2 separate regions of the Rattus norvegicus genome follow, and region 1 is linked to region 2. A link is a contact called in public Hi-C data. All regions are on one chromosome and are shown on one strand. The core of a region is the stretch at or near the end of the contact, and the rest is flanking DNA. Distances in the headings are between cores, read along the strand shown.

Evidence for each region. Hi-C and Micro-C count contacts between places; a contact is called where the count stands out from the background.
Region 1: a Hi-C map of liver shows a contact between it and region 2, with 2.6 times the contacts expected there. The contact joins the promoter of Dnajb5 here to the promoter of Galt in region 2. A contact is called at or near these places in 3 of 12 Hi-C or Micro-C datasets (the A7r5 cell line, frontal cortex and liver).

What each region holds. Positions count from the first base shown.
Region 1 is chr5:61,971,415-61,974,228 of GRCr8, reverse strand. Dnajb5 (DnaJ heat shock protein family (Hsp40) member B5) reads right to left here and starts at 1,523. Exons shown (of 5, transcript NM_001415952.1): 1 at 1,437-1,523; 2 at 496-963. The coding sequence starts at 677.
Region 2 is chr5:61,721,404-61,724,322 of GRCr8, reverse strand. It overlaps Galt (galactose-1-phosphate uridylyltransferase), which reads right to left and starts at 1,423. Exons shown (of 11, transcript NM_001013089.2): 1 at 1,270-1,423; 2 at 788-957; 3 at 489-564; 4 at 350-398; 5 at 101-230. The coding sequence starts at 1,351.

The DNA.
Region 1 (2,814 bases), core at 274-2,773, 250 kb before region 2:
AACTCTCAGGACCTGCCTCCTTTCCCTCCATTCCACCCGCCTTCCCTCTCCCTCCCCACAAGCCACGTGGCAGGATAACAAAGGGGCCCCAAGGCATGGCTCTGCCTTTGATGAAGAATGAGTATGTCAAGGTAGAGCTAGGGATGAAATAAAAAATGAGGACAGATAGCAAGAGGGACTGTCCAGTACAGGGAGGAGAGAGGTGATGAGAGATGACAAAAGGAAAAGGCTGAAGTGGACCACAGGATACTGATGGGTTGAGAGGGAGAACCAAAGAGCTGAGATGTTCAAGATATTTGTGGGAACATGAGTTTGAGAGAGATGAAGGACATGGGGTCCGATTCATTCAAAAGTACAAGTGAGGTGGCGGGGGATTCATGCACACAGCAGGAGATGAGGATGAGAGGGAGGGAGGAAGGAGGCAATGAAGGGAATGGCTGATGTGGAGGACCTGACTTGGCATGGGTATGAGCGCCCTTCTCAGGAGGGACTTACCGAAACTTTACAAACCCATTCAGCGTCCACGCTCGAAGTTTTAAGGGCTCCAGCTGAATTTTAAACATCAAGCTGGCTAAGAAGTCTTCTCCCCAGAAGTGTGGGAAGCTCCGGAAAGCTCCTCGAGCCTGCAGTGGGGGTGCTGCTGGGGGTGGGCAGGACAGCACTGTGCGCTTAAACATGCCCAGCCAAGCCCCTCACCTCTGATCGCTCCACCGGAGCCTGCCTGGGACGCTGTAGCTCTGGAAGCCACCTCCTCAGATTCCCACAGGCCGTGGCCCAGCAAGGCCTGTCTCGTGCCCCAGAAGCTGGACCTGATCCCCAGGTGTAGAGTGCAGTGAGAGGGTCCAGTGGCCACCTGCTCTCGGGTACAGCAGTGTCTGGCTGAATGGTGTGAGCGCCTGGACGGCTGTGTGACAGTGAGGCCGGAAGTGACTGTGTGTAGTTGTTGAGTGGCAGCGTGTGTACCTGTGACAGGTGTGATGATAGTGAGGGCCTGAGAGACAGTGAGATCCTCTCGCCTGTCTGGGGAGGACCCAAGCCCAATCCCCAAGAACCTACTCAATGAAGTCACTGACGGGGAGTCTCCTCCCCCGCAGATGGGCGGGGAGGGGCGGGGCAGAGCGGAGCCTGGCCCGGACAAAAGGCGCGGCAGGGAGAGGAAGGAAGGGGGTTCGCGCGGGGGAGGGGGTCGGTGATGTCACCCCAGCTGGCTGGCTGGCCTGCTCAGAAACGCCTCTGCCCGGCGCAACCCAATCCGACCCGACCCAACCCGACCCTTGTCGCCGACACCCAGCACCTGGCAGACCCCGAGCTCCCAGGCCCCTCACCCCAATGGCAGGGCAGACTATGGGCCCACGGTGTCCCAACCCCCCATACCAGGACCTGTCTTCTCGACGCCCCACACCCGGGACCCCCGAGTCCTCGTTCAGCGCCCTCACCGGTGAGGAGCTGCGGGCGCCGCCGCGGTCCTTCTATCAGCCGCTGCCCCCTCCCCCGGCTCCGGCTCCGCCGCCTCCACTCGGGACAGGAGTCGCCTGCCCGCCGGCCGCAGACAGCGGGACCGGGAGCCCGCCCCCACGGCTCCGCCTCCTCGCTTTCCATTGCACGGTCTACCCGTCACTCAGCTCGAACTCTGCTGTGATTGGATATCTCTCAACGAGCGTCCGGGAGATAGCCACCTCTTCACCGCCCCTGTCACCCGGCCACACGCGCACACATTCCGGGCAGTGATTGGTGTGGGTGTGATTGGTGCCCTCTAGGATCAATCAACCACACCTCTTCTCCATCTCGTCGTGTTATTGGTGAAAAGGACATAGGGAGGCAACTCCAGGCGCCCTTTGATTTTATTGGCTCGTCCCTGTGATTTTGACCAGTGGGGGCAACTATATTAGTCCAGTCTCCAGTATAAGAAGGTGAGACATTCTGGCCACCGCCTGAGTCCAAGGAGAACCTTCTGGAACGAGTGCAACCTCAAAGACAACCTAATAGGAAAACTGCACTCGCAAGTTGGCGTTGTCACCAAGCATTCTTTCTTTTCTTCGTTTAGGAGAGTTGAAGGAGAGAGAGAGAGAGAGAGAGAGAGAGAGAGAGAGAGAGAGAGAGAGAGAGAGAGAGAGAGAGAGAGAGAGAGAGAGAGAGAGAGAGAGAGAGAGAGAGAGAGAGAGAGAGAGAGAACGAACTCTGGGGAAGTGTAGTCTCTAGACCAGTGCCAAAGCTCAACCTTTTTTACCCGTCTTCTATAAAATTGTGAGCCAACTTGACCTGGCCTGATTTAGTTTTACCTTGTCTTGACCTGGGATTGACCTGACATAGTTTAACTGTAACACAATCCGACCCGGATAGACTTGAGATTCTAAGTGCCCTTGTGATCACCCTCTGTGCTAGTAACTGGTAACACCTTCGTGAGTCTCTATCCAGATCCCTTCCATCTTCAGTGCTTTCACGCCGGCTCGCTTAGGAATAGTGGCTTCTCAGCCACGTGGAGTCCAGTGTCCAGTTCAGACTCCTTATAAACTAACCTTCCATCTTCTCCTCGGATCCCCCCCCCCGGCCTTTTTCTTGCCTACTGTGATATCTGTCTGGTCTTCCCTCACCCCAAATTTCAGTCCTGTTCTGTTTGGCCCTGTAACTCGTCCCCCCACCTTTTGTCTTAATTCTTAAGTCATCTGTTTCTGTGGTCTGCAATATCATAGCTCATAGGTCTTTCTCCCTTTAATCTTTTACCTCAGCTTCTCATGATCCTCTTTCTTAACTCCCTCATACACTGTCATCTCTGACCCCCCCCAACCCCCCTAGTAAATCATTAAATCTCAACCC
Region 2 (2,919 bases), core at 174-2,673:
CAGCAGTCACACAGTCATCAAGCCAACCCCTCCTCGCCATACCCTGTGGAAGCAATACTGCTACTCCCCCAGACCAAAGTTACACCTCCCCCTCACAGACCTGCACCCAAGGGTACTGGGCGCCCAGTTCCTCTGTGACTGAGGCCCATGCATCGATGACAGCTCGGATCTCAGGGACAGACATGAGTGGCAGCGTCACATCCGACCAGGGGTGGAAGCACATGACCTTACTAGGTGGTGAGGGAAGAATGACAAAGGGATAGGGGTTGGGTGCTAAGGGCAGGGCCCAAGCCCAGGTCTTAGTCTTCAGCCCTGGCTGGAGGTTATAAGCGGGGAAACCCATAGTTACCAAACTCCTCTGGCGGCCTCCACTCGGAAGAGAGGGTGGTCACTGGGTCCTGGAATAAAGAAGTATTACACTCTGCAACACAGGTTCCCCGGTCAGATCCAGTCTCCCTTCTCCCCAACAGTGGTTAAATTGAGGGTACCTGGATCCGGAGCATCGGGCTGCAGAGCCGGGAAGTCATTGTCAAATAAGAAGGTGCCATCATAGGGGGGATTCACCTACTGACAAGAATAGGCTAGAAATACAACCATCTGACCCAATTCAAGGGGTACACAGGCTGCGGGGGGGGGGGGGGCGCGAAAGGCCCTTTCTAAGGATCAAAATTGCTTGCTGGGAACTGACTCAAAAGGGGGTGCACTGCTCCCTCTTGTGGGCGAAGAGCAGTAATAAGGAAAAACTATTTCCTCCTATTCCACTTGGTGGCTGTGTATTCGGGCTTACCTCCCCATTAGCTCGTGTGGCCCCGGGACACAGAGGGTTGAGTGGGTCATGGCGGGGGACCGTCTTCAGAAGCTGGGGCTCCACTTGTCCTTGCCAGGGCCGCTTCATGCGATGGGCTGACACTAACACCCACTCATCCTGGAGCGGGTTGTAGCGAATATGCTGGTGTTCTGGGGGACAGTCAGTCAAGGATCAGTCAGCAAAATTCCCTGTCTCCCTCTTCCCCAATGGCTCTAATGCCTTAGCAGGCCCAAGTTCAGGGACGCTAGGTCCGCGCAGTGTTTCTAGAAGCTAAAGGCTGCCAGAGGGGAGTTAAAGGGTTAAACGCTTTCGGTGCCACAAGGCCTGCAGGCCCTTCCTTCCCTCGCCCGCCACCCAGGCCTCCGGGAGGAGTGCCAACCTTGATACTGGGACTAGAACTTCCTACGGAACGGGAAGGCTCGGCTCCGCACTGCAGCGGGTCCAGGCCGCCCAGTAATTACCGCTCGCCCGGAAGGTCGCTGCCATGGCGTCCGCCTCTGAAGCCTGCTGGCGCTGCTCAGGATCGGCTCCGCTTTGCGACATGAGGTCACACGAATTAACCTAAAGTCCGTCAAGAAAGTGCACGGGGATAAACTCACCACTCCATAGTTTTCCCCCGCCCACCCTGGATGATTGGCTAGCCGCCAACACGTGACGAGGGGGACAGCCTGCCACTTGAGGGCGGGGCTCGGGACCGCCGCACACCTCCCCAGGATGTTTTGATGATTCTCCTCCACACCGGATTGGAGGCACTTCTCTGGAGAGCATCTGTGAAAAGTGGTTGCTGTATCCATTCGTCCGGCCACAGATTCAGCAAATATATACGGGAGGGGAAGCGAAATTTCCATACGTGCACATAATGGCTTTTGGTCACAGTCACCCTCCTTTGTTACTATCTCCTTCTTACCCGCTAAAACTTTTTGTTCCCAGTAAGCCCCCCTACTTTCGCGTACATTTATGTCTTTTGTGACCCACTGAAATAGTTATGGTTGCTTTCATGAGTTTAGAGCTATTTACTGGAGCATGGGCAACATATCAGCTCCCCACTCAAGGACACTCCTCCTGTCAGCAACCTTTAACTGTCAATAGTCCCTCAGAGAGGCGGAGCCTCGTCGAGTCCTCCCCCAACCCCACCAGCACCCTCCCCATCCAGTATGAGCAGCTGTGGCTAAGATGCAAGTTGGGGACTGGGAGGGAGTGGGGGTGTTGATCATACTATAGATGAAGCCTGCAGCCTGGCCCTTCACGTGTTGCCTGGAGATGTGAGTACTTCGCTGTAACGATGTCTTTATCCTCATCAGCAGAAATAAGCTTAGATAAAAAGAACTGAGTAAGTGTGGGGTGTGGTGGTATACACTAGAGACAGAGGCAGTAAACTTACAAGTTCAAGTTCGGCCTACGCAGTTCTCCATAGCAAGACCCAATTGATAAATAAAGTAAACAAAAAGAAAGCAATATGTGCGTGCGTGCGTGCGTGCGTGCGTGCGTGCGTGCATGCACGTGCACACACACCAGGAACAGTGGCATGTTTGCCTAGAGTCTCAGCTACTCCAGAAGCTGAAGCAGAAGATCATTTGAGCCCACAAGTTCTAGACCATCCTGACCAATATACTGAAGCCAATCTCAAAAACAAGCAAAAGGCCGTGAGTGTTTGAAAGGCAGAGACAGTATCTCTATGAGTAGCCTTGCTATGTAGAGAGCGCTAGGCTAGGGGCTGGGGATTTAGCTCAGTGATAGAGCGCTTGCCTAGCAAGTGCAAGGCCCTGGGTTCAGTCCCCAGCTCCGAAAAAAAGAAAAAAGAAAAAAAAAAGAGAGAGAGAGAGCGCTAGGCTATTGACTTTGGTCTGTTGCTATGTATTGTAATGTTAAAGACTGGCTCCCCAGGTCTGGTTGCCCCCACAGATAATGAGAGCCTAATGTATACCAAGTGATGCTATGTAACTTTGTCCCCCAGGTTATCCCTGATTGGTTAATAAAGATGCCTACAGCCTATAGTTGGGAAGAAGATTAGGCAGGCTTCGGTTCCCCGGCTTGGGGTTTTATGGCAGAGACCACCAGGGAGAGAGAGAGTGGAGGGAGAGGAAGACACTATGGGGTAAGAGATTGTGAGA